Linked DNA regions of Sus scrofa: region 2 is linked to region 1. Evidence: chromatin contacts called from public Hi-C data. All regions are on one chromosome and are shown on one strand. The core of a region is the stretch at or near the end of the contact, and the rest is flanking DNA. Distances in the headings are between cores, read along the strand shown. Region 1 holds the start of SMTN (smoothelin). Region 2 overlaps MORC2 (MORC family CW-type zinc finger protein 2).

Region 1 (6,871 bases), core at 2,038-4,537:
CAAGACCGGAAGTTTATCTGGCACTGTTTTTCAGAGAACACAGCAGCTGGATAACATTGTGGAGGAGAGAGCCTTGCCAAACTGGTTTGCCAAACAGGTCCCAGGCTCCACTCCTGGGGCTGCTGGCCATGACCTTGGGGGCCTCCAGTTCCGCCCATGAGAAAGAGGGTGACAGCCTCAGATCCAGCCAAGTCCAGCAAGGATCAGTTCTCCTCCAGTGTCCACATGCTCCAGCCTCACCTGCCTGCTCACTTTTTCCCAACAAAGTCCTCAGTCCTACCTGCCTGCCTTTGTTCCCATGCTGTACCTTCTCCAGGTGGCCTTTCCCCACTCCTTCCACATGCTAAACAACCTTCTCTACAACCTTCTCTCCCCGACTCTCACTAGGCTATGAGCCCTAACAGCAGGCCCAACTCCAACCCAGGTCTAACCCCTGCATCCCTCCCAGTGCCCAGCAATCTCTAGACTCCTTCATAGGCCCAAGGTCTTGGCCTTGGCTGGCCTCACAGCTACTTGTGAACACATCCCAAAGTGGGGTCTCCCTGAAAGTCTTGGAATTTTATGTTGTCTAGTCTAGGGGGAGATGGCTTAGAAAGCTCAGGCCACAACTTCCCCACAGTGCAGCTGAGGAAACCGAGGCTCCAAGGGAACCAACTTTGCCTGGGTGGGAGCTAGCCCTGAGACCTATCACTCCTCTTTCCTTCTGACCCCAAGCCTGGGCTTTCTCTGCAGAACCCCAGCTGGGAGGAGGGGAAGCCAGGAAGGTTCAGGGATCTGGCACTGCCAGCTTGGTAAAGTATTTATTCCCAGACTCAGAGACTGGAGCAAAATATTACCCTTGGCCCCTGAGCTGCTACAGCCACTCCCCACTCTGCCAGTCCAGAGTTGGACCTGGAGAAATCTAGACCTTTCTATTATAGCCCCTTGCCTTGGGAGGGCCTGAAGTGAAGAACTCCGAGCCCCTCATTTTATAGATGGACAGACTGAGGCCCAGGCCTCCTCAGTGCCCATAAGACATGCTCACTCTGTTCATTTGGTATTCAGGGAGTTTCACAGATGGGAGGACTTCCATCCCCACTTCCTGTTCCATCCATAGCCCATCTCCTCTCCTTTGCCCACTTACAAACCTCCCAGCCTTTACTCACACTGTTCCTCTGCCACAAAAACCCTTTCATGTCTTTCCCCCTCTTCTCTGTGGGATGGCTTTCTTTGCACCCTTCCTCAAGGACCAGTTTGCTTATCACTTCCTCTAAGAAGTCTTCCAGGATTCCCTCCATCCTAGAAGCAGCAAGGTGGAGGAAAGGGGCTTTGGCATGGGGCAAAATTCCACTCACGTTTTAATGCCATTACCAGCCCAGGTGCCTTCACCTCCCTGAGCCTCAGCTTCCTCCTCTGGAGAATCTGGGTGATACTTATCTTTCACAGTGTCAATCTGCAATGGGGCAAACCCCGAGTCGGACTTGCAACAGGTGCTCAGTAAACACCAGGACTGTCCTCACAGGATGTTTGTTCCTTCCTGTGATGTGGCTGCAAGCTTCTCCGGCACCTTTGATCTTTGTTTCACCACCATCCCACCCTGCCCCTTTCAGATAGGAGGGGAAGGCCAAAAGGTATGGAGTAGGACCCCAGCCCTGAGGGCTTGACAGAGGGACGGGACCCATGCTTATCTTCAGTACCACCAAGAACCAGTATGTGCTAGTCCCAAGCAGAGTCCTGCGCAGTTCCCCTCCAGCTGTATGGGGGTGGGAGGGAGTGCAGAGCTAGCCAAAGCAGGCCATTCATTGGAGCCATCAGCTGCCACTCAGGTGGCCTAAGTGTGCCCAGCCCCAAGGGGCCATTCAGATGGCCCGCTAGGTTTGAACAGGACCAAGCTGGCTTTGGAAGGCACTGACTCTCCTTCTGGAGAATAGGATGGTATCTAGGTCAAGTAGAGAGGGCCCAGATGGGGTCTGCCCAGAGGAAGGGGACCTTGAACTACAGCTCCTAAATTGGGCTCTGTTTGCTCTTCCTCCTGTGTGACCTTAAGAAGTCTCTTCCCTTGCTTCACCATGGTTTTCTCATGTGTAAAACAGGACTACCTCCAGGACGCAGGGATGAAATAAGATATCACCCTTAAAAGAGTCTCAGGGTGGATACTGGCCCTCCCCCTGGATGGTGGTGAGGTGAGGTGGTGAGTGATCACAGAGAATCTGGACACAGGGTTGAGGGGCTCTGCTGGGGCAACATCCTGAAACGACTTCCTCCACAATCCCACATCATAAAGGTTAAAAGCACAGATTCTAAAATGAAAGGTGCTGGTATAAGTCACAGTTCCACAACCTATTAGTTGTTGTCCTTAACTGTTAAACGGGACAGTTGATAATCCATATATGTGTGTGTACACACCTGGAACATGGCAAGTATGAAATAAATTAGTTGATACTATTACTGTTATTATTTGATAGACAGGACTCCCAGGTTCCAACTCCCTTTGGTTTCCATGGACACCTGTGGGACGTGCCCTGACCTCTAGCACGGAGAATGAAGTGGTTTCCCCAGTGGATCTGAGCTCTTGGGTCCCCTGGCTGACTGCTTGTGCTGTCTTTGGCATGCTGCTCTCTCGGCCTCAATTTCCTCCATTTGTTGAATGAGATTCTGGACTCAATATTACCTATGTAAAACTCCAGCGAGGCAAGGGGCCAACCCCAAGGGTCTTGGAGGGGAGAAGCAGCAATGTAGTTGAGGTCAATGTCTGCTCATATTGTATGGTCTGGGGAAGGGGTGTTGTGTGGTTGATCCTGCTCCACTTGAGGTGGTCCCTGAGGTGCTCCAAAGAAGGGTCAAGTCCCTGATCTGAGAGGGTCCCGACCAGGTGTTCCAAAAGAAAACAGTCTAGGGACTGCGGCCAAGCCCTGCACTGACGCGAGGAGGAGGCGGAGTCAAGGGAGTGGACGGGGTCTCACGAACAAAGAGGAGGGCGGAGAGAGGCTGTCCTGAAGGCTCCGCAAATAGTACGATCCCAGACCACTTAACCCGGCTTTGGGTGCCCTCCCCGACTTTGGTTCAAAGCTGCGTCCTCCTGCCGACGCCCACCGGACCCGCCAAAACCGCGCTAGCAGTGTCCCCAAGACAGCAATCCTCTATAACTCAGGCCCTCGAGGGGCGGGCCCTCACTAGGGGCGTGACCGTCAAAATTGAATCTTTCCAATGGGGCAAGAGGGTGGGCGGGACCCTCCCGATGATTGGCTAGCGCTGCGGCGCGGGGCGGGGCCGGCAGGGCTGCTGGCGCGGCTGGACGGGCGGCGCTTGCAGAATCCCAGGGACGGTTGCTGAGCGGGTCTGGGATCCCGGTCGCGGCGCCTTCCGCCTGACCGCTCCTAGTCCATCTGTTGGATACCAAAAGACCTAACCTGAGCCCGCGCCGGACGGGCGGGCCGGGCTGAGAGGTGAGTGTACGGACCTTCGGGCAGGACCAAGACCCCCGCCAGGTCCGGGGGTGGAACCTGGATATGTGGATTCCCGGGGTTCTGGGACTCCCAGACCTGGGAGACCCCGCTTACACACGGGGTCTCTAAGCCATGGAATAAGGTTCTGAGACCGCGGGGAAGGACGTCCATGGGCCACCAGAAGGCTCCACGACCCCGAGGGGTGCAAGTCTTGGGGCCAGAAACCCTGGGGAAGCGCCCACATTCCCCCAAGTCTCCTCACAATCTTCGGGAACCCCATACTGGGACAGGGAGCCCTGGAACTGGAAAGGAACAGCGACAGGAATCCCTGGCGAGGAAGGGACTTCCTTGGGAGTCCTAGATTATGCATTAGGGACCCCTGCCCCTCAGAAGACTTAAGGGAACTCAAAGTGTCCACAGAACCTAAGCCAGGTGATTGCAGAGTGACGCTCTTGGGAGTTTACACCAGAGTAGGTAGAGAAGAGTTAAGGACCCCAGCAGAGGGAGGCTGCCACCTGTCCTAGCCCACAGGGATGGGAAAAGCAAGCAGTGACTTGAACAGGTAGGGTCTGATGAACCCCAACTGTGTGTACCAGGACCCCCCAAACCCGTTCACCGGATGAAGTGACTCGACCAGTGACTGTGACTGTTCTGGGGAGGGGGAAGAGATGACTGAGGGATGAATCAACAGGAACAGGGGCAATCCTGGGGCCATTTCAGTCACCATACATTAACTGAGCACCTACCATGTGTGTCAGGCTATGAGCTCTCAAATTCCAGAAAGACATTAGCGCTGCGGGAGGAAGGAAAGTGCTGCAGTGGGAGGGTGGGCCAGGATTTAGGGGGCCGTTTTGATAGGCAGTGGTAGGGCAAAAGGGAGTGTCCGGAGCCCCTGAAGGTACTTTGGAAGAGGACTTCAGAAGCTAGAGGTGACCAAGATTAAATCCATTCCCTCTCCTCTGGGTTTTTGGGATCCTCCTTCCCCCATGACAATTCTCTGGCCCTCTCCAGTCCTGTTTGCCTCATCCAGGAGCTGGACGGATCAGTTTCTGAAGGCTCTTCCAGCCGGGGAACTGAATCCTAAGTGTGTGAACTGGCAGGAGCTAGGTTCCTGGACACCTGGCTTCATGAGGTCAGGGCAGTTGGCATCAGGAGGAGGGCAGGAAGGGGAGGAGTGGAAGGGGATGTGCACAGAGGGCCGTCCTCAAGAATTGGAAGACTGAGTGTTACCACCAATGGCTTAAGTTACCAGAGGGAATGAGAGTGGCAAAGGCTGCAAGGGCTCAGAAAGGCTTAGCCTATAGCCAGAGGCAGAGCTTTTGAGGTGAGTAGAGGCTGAGCAGGCCCTGGGGATGGGTGGCTGGGGTAGGAAGCTGTGGAGACTGGCAGGCACCCCCCTGGTGATAAGGACAGCTTGGGTAGTCCTTGTTGGGCCCTGGCTTCACAATCCAGGTCCCTACCCTCCCTCTTTGATGTTTAGACATGGCAAGGGCCAAGCTTAAGGCCACACAGCAGGCTAGCAGTGGAGTTGGCTGGGCCGGAACCAGAGATCCTTACTCTTGGTATGTTGAGTTTTCAGCACATTACCTTAGGGCAGAGGGCACCACCCACCAGGCGCCACATCACAGATAACAAGGATTGGACACTAATGGATGATCAGGGGTTAGAGGGAGAAACTGAGGCACAGAGCCCAAGTCCCTGTAGTTTCTAGAGGCCCCAGCAGGCCTGATTCATGTCTGTCCCCTGCAGAATTCCCTGAGCTGGTGTCAGGTGCCACAAGCACTGGGGAACTCACCAGGAGAGGACGGACGGAGCTAGGGGCCACCAAGATGGCGGACGAAACCTTAGCTGGGCTGGATGAGGGAGCCCTGCGGAAGCTGGTAAGTCGTCCCATCATCCCTATATGAGGACAGGCAAGCCAGGCCAGAGAGACAGGGCCTGTCCAGGATACCTCTCAGCTGACAGGAGGAGGTGATGGGGGAAGGGGCAGGAGGAGGGCTCAGGGGAACATGTTCCGCATGGCTGATGCAGGGGCCCTGATGGCATGTGCCTGTCCATGCCAGGTGCTGAGGCCTTGTCCCTCCCAGCCCCCCACTGCCACCACCTGTTTAAATAGTAACTGGTGAGGACTCACCCATGTGCAGTTACAGGTGTGAGGAGGCTGGATTTGCTTCTCCCATGCAATAGTCTGGGCAGTACCCACCCCTGGAGGCTGACCCACTGATAACAGTAGCAGCAATGATTAATAAGCCAGGGCACAGTAGGGAGCTGGCTGGGCACTAAGCACACCATCTCACAGAATGGTCACAGCAGCTCCAAGAGTCAGGAGGACACTGTGGCTCAGAGAGGTGAAATCATCTGGGGCACCCAGCTAGGAAAAGGGTGTGCCAGGATCCAAACAAATGGGGTCACGGGGGACCAAGAGACTGGATAAGTCAGGGCCAGAAGATCCCACAGAGACTGGTTTGGGGGGCCCTTATGAACTCTGTGACTTCTAATCTGTCACTTTCCTACTCAGAGCCTGAGTTTCTTTACCTGTAACATGGGAGGTGGGAGAATGTGTGAATATATCTAGGTCCTATATTCGGCATGGGGATGAAATGACGTATGGACCCAGATCTTGGGGTCGAATAAGGATGGGCCCACTCTATCCCCTTTCCCCAGCTTCTTCTTGACACCCCCACTCCCCCCACCCCTACTCCCGGCCCCATGCAGAGTGGCTGTGCGGCAGCATAGCAGGGCAGGCATGTTCCCACCAGCCAAGGAAGGAAACACCTGAACTGGAGGAGGGACCAGAGCCCCACCCCCCCAGCCCCTGACCCTTGTCCAGGGGGAAAATTAAAGATTTACCTTCCCTCGGAGAAAGCAAATGACACACCCCACCCCCATACCACTCCTCTGGAGGCAGGAGCCAGAGCCAGCCAGCTCAGCCCAGCCACTGTACAGCTCCCAGACACTGGCATCGTCTACCCAGGACACTCGGTCTCTGGGTCTTCGGACAGCACCGTAGACTCCAGGTGTCTGCCACTGCCAGAGGCGGCTGTGTGCAGCCTGAAGGAGATGAGTTGGGTTTCCAAAGGTTCCCACCACATGGGCTCAATCTCCCATTACGAAGTTAGAATCCTAATGTGGGTAGCAGAGAGAAAGCCAAGTCTCCGCGCATGCCCTTCCCTAGAGGTCTACTCTGAGTCTCAGGGTTCTCGAGCCGCCACCCCCCACCCCATGCGAGTTTGAGCGCTAGAAAAGGGTTTCAGAGACGCGGAGGCCTTGGCTGTAGTCCACCCACGTCCGGCCCCCTGCCTGGGCAAGGACTAGAGAGACCTCGCACCTCGTCTCGGGACCCCGAAGCCCCTCGAGGTCTCTTCCATTCCATTCGGGTCCTCCACCGCCAGGCGCCCGCCATTACTGCGCCCCAGAACTGCTGAGAGTCCCGCCCCGCGCGCTGG
Region 2 (6,651 bases), core at 2,844-5,343, 110 kb before region 1:
ACCAGGGATACAAAATCAAGAGTAGATATTACGGATGGGGAAACTACAATAGAGTTTACGACTATATTTCTTAAACGCTCTATATTTTACAAGTTGTATACAATGAACATTTTATATAAATATGCTTTAAATGAAAAGGGGGGAAAAAGGAAAGTTAGAGGGAAAGAATGGGGAAGGGGAGAGAGAGGGTGGGGAGAAAGAGAAGGGAAGGAAGGGGGAGAAGGAGGAAGGAGGGAGGGAGGGAGGGAGGGAGGAGGGGTGAGATGGCCACCAGTAAGGCTTGGAATTCAGCTCAAGGTGTGGGCTCTACCTGCCTTGTCCTGGCTCAAAAGGGAACTAAGTTGGAAGGAACCCCTCTTGTGGTGGGCATTTCACAAGCATTTGGGGTCACAACACTAATGTCTTTCTCAAAAGAACCTGTGTGCAACAGAATGGCAACCTCACAGGCTAGGGAGGAATTCCTCAAGCTCTTTAACTGTCAATAATCAGTACAAAAGCTCATAATTTTGTAAGACCCAAGGTCAGCCTAGGCACTCACCGCTGCTTGGCCTCCTTGATGCGCTTCTTGACGTCAGCTTCTCTACGCAGGGTAATGGCTGTGTTCTGGACCTGTCGCAACATCACCTGGAAACATAGACCAGTCCTTAGTAAGAAGGTACTCTGGGCCACAGCAAGTGGTATAACAACACAGGCAATACATTTAAAATATCTCACTTTAAGTCACATGGATGCAAAATCAGAGCTGGAAATTGACTTCCAGAGAAAAGGGCCCTCACTGGGGACAAACTCAAAAGCTGTGGTTTACTTGACCAGACTCACTGACATGAAGGAGAAAACACCCAAACTGAAACAACAGGTGCGTATCATACAGGAAGGGTTGGAAAACTGCCCTGACCCTTGCTACTTGTGTGTGTGACCTGTGGCTAGTGACACTCTTCAACTTCTTCCTATAAACTGAGGATACCAACAGTGTCCATCTCATATGGCTGCTGGGGTGCTGAAAGGGTTAGCTACAATTCTGCCACAAGGTGTGTTCAACAGTAATTATGGAAACATCATCACATCCTACTTTTCAGCTTCAAGGCCAGAGGTTCATGACTGGCTAAGACAGGCCAGCAGTGCTAGAGAAGAGCTGCAGGTCTGGGGCCTCACCCTAGAGTCCCGTGTGAGGTCTCCACCCAGGCGCACTTCCAACGTCCGAGCTTTGCTCTCCGCCTCCCTCGCCTTCTCTTCAGCTGAAACCCAGAAGAAACCATGATAAGAACTCAAAGGGGGGAGTTCCCATTGTGGTGCAGGGGAAACAAATCCAACTAGGAACCATGAGGTTATGGGTTCGATCCCTGGCCTCACTCAGTGGGTTAAGGATCCAGTGTTGCCCTGAGCTGCGGTGTAGGTCGCAGATGGGGCTCAAACCTGACATTGCTGAGGCTGTGGTGTAGGCTGGTAGCTATAGCTCCGACTGGAACCCTAGCCTAGGAAACTTCATATGCCACAGGTGTGGCCCTAAAAAGCAAAAAAAAAAAAAAAAAAACTCAAAGGAGCAAAACTCAGTCATCCCTCCTGGACCCCAGGGAACAGTCCCCAGTGAGCAAGACATGTATTCAGTAGGGGGGGGGGGGGGCACGCTGGAAGAGCAGCCACCCTGCTTGGAAAGCCCCAAGGAAAACAGACAGGCTGTTCAAACTTTACAAATGAATCAGAACAGATCAAAAACTGCCTAAGGCAACCAGAGATTCTCCTCAGGCAGCCAAGATTTGTCAGCATGAGAGACCTTGAGATTCTTGCCCTGGGGTCAAGAAAACCAATTTCACAAGTATTTGTGCCAGAGGACAGTGTGGGAGTCTTCAGAGAGACAGACTTTGCTTTAGATAAGAGCCTATAAATGGCTGGAGGAGTCTGGGGAGAAAAACTGCTGAGGGGACTGGAACTCAGAGGGAGGGGTGCAAGGGAATTGGATCAAACTTCCATATGAAGTTTCTATACCCCTGCATGCTGGATGGAGCTCTGGCCTGGATCCTGCTTTTGCCACAAGCGATGTTCCCCAGATGACCCCCCCCACCCCCACCCCCGCCAAGCCCTCCTGCCCAGGGGGATTATTACCAATCCGTGCCACGTGCTCAGCTTTCTTCACCTCCTGCTCTGCACGTGTCTTGAACCGGCTTGACGTGTACTTGTACATCCTGGGGGTTGGGGTGGGGGGAAGTAACCTGAGCAGCAGGGAGGCATGGTAGCAACTGTTCTGGCCCTTCTTGATGACTCAAAGACAAGCTTACTTTAGCAAAAAGACTCAAATCCCTAATCCACTTGCCCCTTGCCTCCTGCTCCACCTCTGAAAAGCAACTTCACTACTCACCCGGTGTGTTATTGATCCCACAGTAGAAACCAACCTCAGCAACCAGCCAGTGCCCCTGCTTTCCTGGGTGGTGTCTAAAGATCCCCTGGCCGTGCAGCTGAGAGACTCAGACAGCTCACTGTGCCAGGCTGGGACCCTCCATCTCACAGGAGGCAAACTGAACAAGCCTCAGCAGCCAACCTCCATAGCCATCAGCCACCTCCATCCCTCCCGCAGACCCACTAGTTTGTCCATAGTAAATCACAAACAACTTAAAGGTGCAAAAGCAGTCAACATTGTTGGAGACTCTTATCTGTCATCACTCCAACTCTGCCCCCGAGACAAGCAGCCAGGGCCTATCCTTGCTTGGCCCAAGGGAAACAGAAGGCCTACCTGGGCTTGTACAAGCAGCAGGAGAGCCTCTTGGTCTGGACCTTGTGCCCGTGGATGAAGATCCTCATCCGGGGATCAATGTAGAGCACGGCAGCATAGGCACGGAAGGAGCGGCGCTCTGGCTTCCTGGGGCGGCGGGGAGAGGTGCTGTGGCCCGCCCCACCACTGGCCCAACCAAGGGTCCAGTTGGACCGCCTCTCTGCAGGCCCTCCACCTTTCCATCTCCCACCTTGGCTTCCCTTGCTGCCCTGAGGGGTGCTTCCTCTGTGTGGGCACCATACCCTACCTCCTCATGTCCCCGGTAAAGACACCAGACCTGGTCCCACAGCTGCCCCACCAGACCTGAGAATCCCTCCTCTGGCTCCAGGCCTCACTCTCCTCCTCTGTTTACTTAAGGGGCTGAGGCAAGGGCTCATGAGTCTTTCCATCTGGATTAGCTGAGGACCTGCTATCCTTCCATTCATCCCTTCTGCTTTGTGGCACGAAGAGTGGGGTTCTCAGCTTCACCAACTGAGGAATTCAGGGAACCAGCTTGCCCCTCTGTCCCTCAAGTCACCTCCCTTTTCTCCGCTCCCAGCTACACTCACGTGCCCTCCGGGGAGGTCTCTGCCATCTGGATATCTCTTGGATTTGAGATTATGTCTAGCTCTGGCTCTCCGTTATCCATGAGTTTGAGGTTGAAGATGATGACCAGCGTTCCTAAAACATCAAACAAAAATCATGCTTTCGTTCTTCCAGGTACCCCCAGCCAATCCCCATACCATTCATGGCTCTGGAGTGCCCAGATTCTAGGTCTGCGGGATAAAAAGCCTCCTTACCGCTGTCCCCAGGAATCTTCATGAACTGAGCCATCACTTCCTCTTCATTGCGGAAGGGAGAGTACTTGTAGATGAGTTCTGTCTCAATGGCAAACTTCTCCACGTTGTCTGTGACAGGTTCCCGGGTCCGAGCATTCCAGGTAGGCAATGGGACTATCACCTTTGGAGGAAGCACAGGCAGATGCTTTGAAGGAGGCCCCAGAACAGCCTTCCCCAAAATGTGCATCCATCCTGTCCCTCCCCACAGTGGCTCCACACTGCCCCAGAGGCTCTATGGCTTCCACCCCTTCCCAAGAGTCAACCTCAGATGGCTAGGTCCTCTGAAGTATGCTAGGTTTTGGCCTGGAAATCTCTGCATGAGCAGTTTCCTGCTTGGGATGCCCCTGGTCATTTTCCCAATTTGGTAATAATTCTACTCTCCCACTAAGGAAAATATATTTGCAATTATCTAGTGAATCTGAAGACACACACGAACATAACTTATGACTCAGCTATTCCACTCCCAAGTATATATTCCAGGAGAAACTTGCACATACTTACCGACAAACATGTAAGAATACAAATACCCATGACAGAGTGGAAAAATTAAACTATTAGTGTAGGTATTACAATGCAACACTGTGCAGTGATGAAAATGAACAAAATAAGAGCCATTAGCATCCACACAAATGACTCTCACAATATTTCATGAAAGCAGCCAGATTTAAAAAAAAAAAATCCCTCAAGATTTCCTGTTGTGGCTCAGTGGAAATAAATGTGACTAGCATCAGTGAGGACATAGGTTTGATATCAGACTTTGCTCAGTGGGTAAGGATCTGGCATTGCCGTGAACTGTGATGTAGGTCGCTGATGGGCTCAGACCTGGTGTTGCTGTGACTGTGGCACAGGCTAGCAGCTCAGCTCTGATTCGACCCCTGGCCTGGGAACCTCCATACCTCGGGTGGGCGCCCACCCCCACCCCCGAGAAGAAAATAAATTAAAAAAAAAATTAAAAATTAAAAAATAAAATCCGGAGTTCCCGTCGTGGCGCAGTGGTTAACGAATCCAACTAGGAACCATGAGGTTGCAGGTTCGATCCCTGCCCTTGCTCAGTGGGTTAAGAATCCAGCGTTGCCGTGAGCTGTGGTGTAGGTTGCAGACGAGGCTCGGATCCCCCGTTACTGTGGCTCTGGCGTAGGCCGGTGGCTACAGTTCTGATTCAACCCCTAGCCTGGGAACCTCCATATGCCGTGGGAGCGGCTCAAGAAAAGGCAAAAAGACAAAAAAAAAAAAGCCCACACATGAGTCCATTTACATAAAATTCTTAAGTAGGCAAAACTAAACTACTCAAGAACGCATACACGAATCACACAAATATAAAGAAAAACAAGGAAACGGTCATCATCAAGGAGGTTCCCTCGGAGGTGCAGCGAGGAATACAACTAGTGGCTACATGGATGTTTGCTTTATATTCGCTCAACTGTACAGATTATAATATCCTCTCCCATATATATGAAATTTAATCTTATGTCTAAGTAAACTTTTAAAAAATCCTACCCATTCTTCAAAAACCCCACCTTAAAGGCCACTTCCTCAGAGGCCCCACTTGCACCCCTCCCCTCCCCCACTCGTGGCCTGGGAGTCCCTCTGCAGAGCAAACCAGCCCAGGCACCTCAGAGGTTTCACAACAGGCAGCCCACCCTAAGGAAAAGGAGACTCTATTTTAACAGGTGCTGGAGTGATAAACGCTCCAAGCATTCTGAGACACTTCCCTGGTTTCTAAGAAGCTTTGTGCCTATAGTATTTGGCCCTGGGGTTAGTTTGGATACATTCCTATCCAGCAGAAAATGATCTTATTTTGAAATCTTGGCTGGGTTCACACTAGAGTACAATCCAAAACAGTGACCTTCTAGCACCAAGTAAGGAAAAAATTTCAACCTAGCTTTTTCACCAGGGGAATTGAGTTCCATTTGTGTTCTATAAATGTGTGCCTCACGCTACACCTCCTGTTCTCCATAGCAGTTCCAGGTGACAATGGCACCACTTCAACCTGTGGGCATGCATTTCATCTGGCAGCACCCCGCCAGGGGGCACTTCTTTACTTTCATTGTTACTGCTCCCCTTGTTTACCTCCCACCCTTCTGGCCAGGCCACCTCCTTTGGTGCTTCCCCACCTCGCCAGCCTTTACATGTGGGCACCCAAAACCCTAGGACCCTTTCTCACCCCACATGCTCTTTTAGGAGAGTCCATTTGCTACAAAGAACCCCCAGGTCCCCAAGCCTTCCCCCAGCTCCAGACCCAGCCTTAACTTTATGTTTTCAGGGCCAAAGTTACATACTTCCCCTCCAAACTAGCCCCTTTTCCATTCTCCCCAGGTCCAGATGGGCTGCTTACCCCACCTGCCATCCCAAAACCTCAGTCATCTAAGACCCCTCCCTTCCCCTCTTCACTGACTAAACACCAAACCTGTGGTCCCAAGAGGTGAAGGCCACTCCTGTTCCTCTCACTCCCAGCTGCACATCAGGCCAGGCCACACACAGCATACATCCCCCACCCAACCTTTCCAATCCAACCACTGCACAAGAACCAAACTGATCTTTTTCAAAGAGAATCTGATAATGCCACACCCTTGTTTAATCTCTTTAGTAGCTGCTTTCAATAAAATCCCTCACCACCACCCCCCCACCCCCGCAGCCCTGAGCCCAAGCCTGACCTGACCTGCCTTTCCTGATCTACAGAGGACACCACCTCTCATCAGGTTGCCCCTGTGCCCAAGTCCTTCCCCACAGCCCCCACCAGCTCTCATGGCCATTTCTAATAATGTCCACCCCTCCTCTCACTACCCTAGGTCCATCAGGAAACATTTCTGAAAACCCAGGCAGGGACTAAATCTTCCTGCCCCCTTTCCCGGGAGACCGTCTGGCTGGAGCACTTCTCTCACTCTACCAAAAAGGCAAGCAAATCCACCTGCTTACCAAGTAAAGACGGCAGAAAGAAAGGTTTTCATTCCCAACATGAACTGATCTGCTAAGAATGCACATCTAAACAAGGCCAGCACCAGTTTACTTTTCTTTTCTTTCTTTTTTCTTTTTACAGTCACACCTGAGGCATATAGGAAGTTCCCAAGC

What was found. A called contact is a pair of places that touch in the nucleus more often than the background predicts.
Region 2: a contact with region 1 is called in a Hi-C map of embryonic fibroblasts, with 2.5 times the contacts expected there. The contact joins the enhancer-like site here to the promoter of SMTN in region 1. A contact is called at or near these places in 12 of 47 Hi-C or Micro-C datasets (alveolar macrophages, brain, embryonic fibroblasts and 6 more) and 2 of 2 datasets of contacts at active chromatin or transcription factors (alveolar macrophages and skeletal muscle).

What each region holds. Positions count from the first base shown.
Region 1 is chr14:47,876,030-47,882,900 of Sscrofa11.1, forward strand. It overlaps SMTN (smoothelin), which reads left to right and starts at 3,288. Exons shown (of 23, transcript NM_001244360.1): 1 at 3,288-3,425; 2 at 5,175-5,305. The coding sequence starts at 5,255.
Region 2 is chr14:47,768,783-47,775,433 of Sscrofa11.1, forward strand. MORC2 (MORC family CW-type zinc finger protein 2) reads right to left here. Exons shown (of 26, transcript XM_005670853.3): 7 at 3,544-3,703; 8 at 3,313-3,424; 9 at 2,726-2,851; 10 at 2,101-2,180; 11 at 1,153-1,235; 12 at 539-624. Among named protein-coding and RNA genes, the nearest start is that of MORC2, 28 kb to the right of the region's middle. Within about 2 kb of position 4,094, at least 4 of the 83 cell types and tissues checked have an H3K27ac peak or open chromatin away from gene starts, as enhancers often do. A contact at or near this core is called in embryonic fibroblasts, where this site is marked.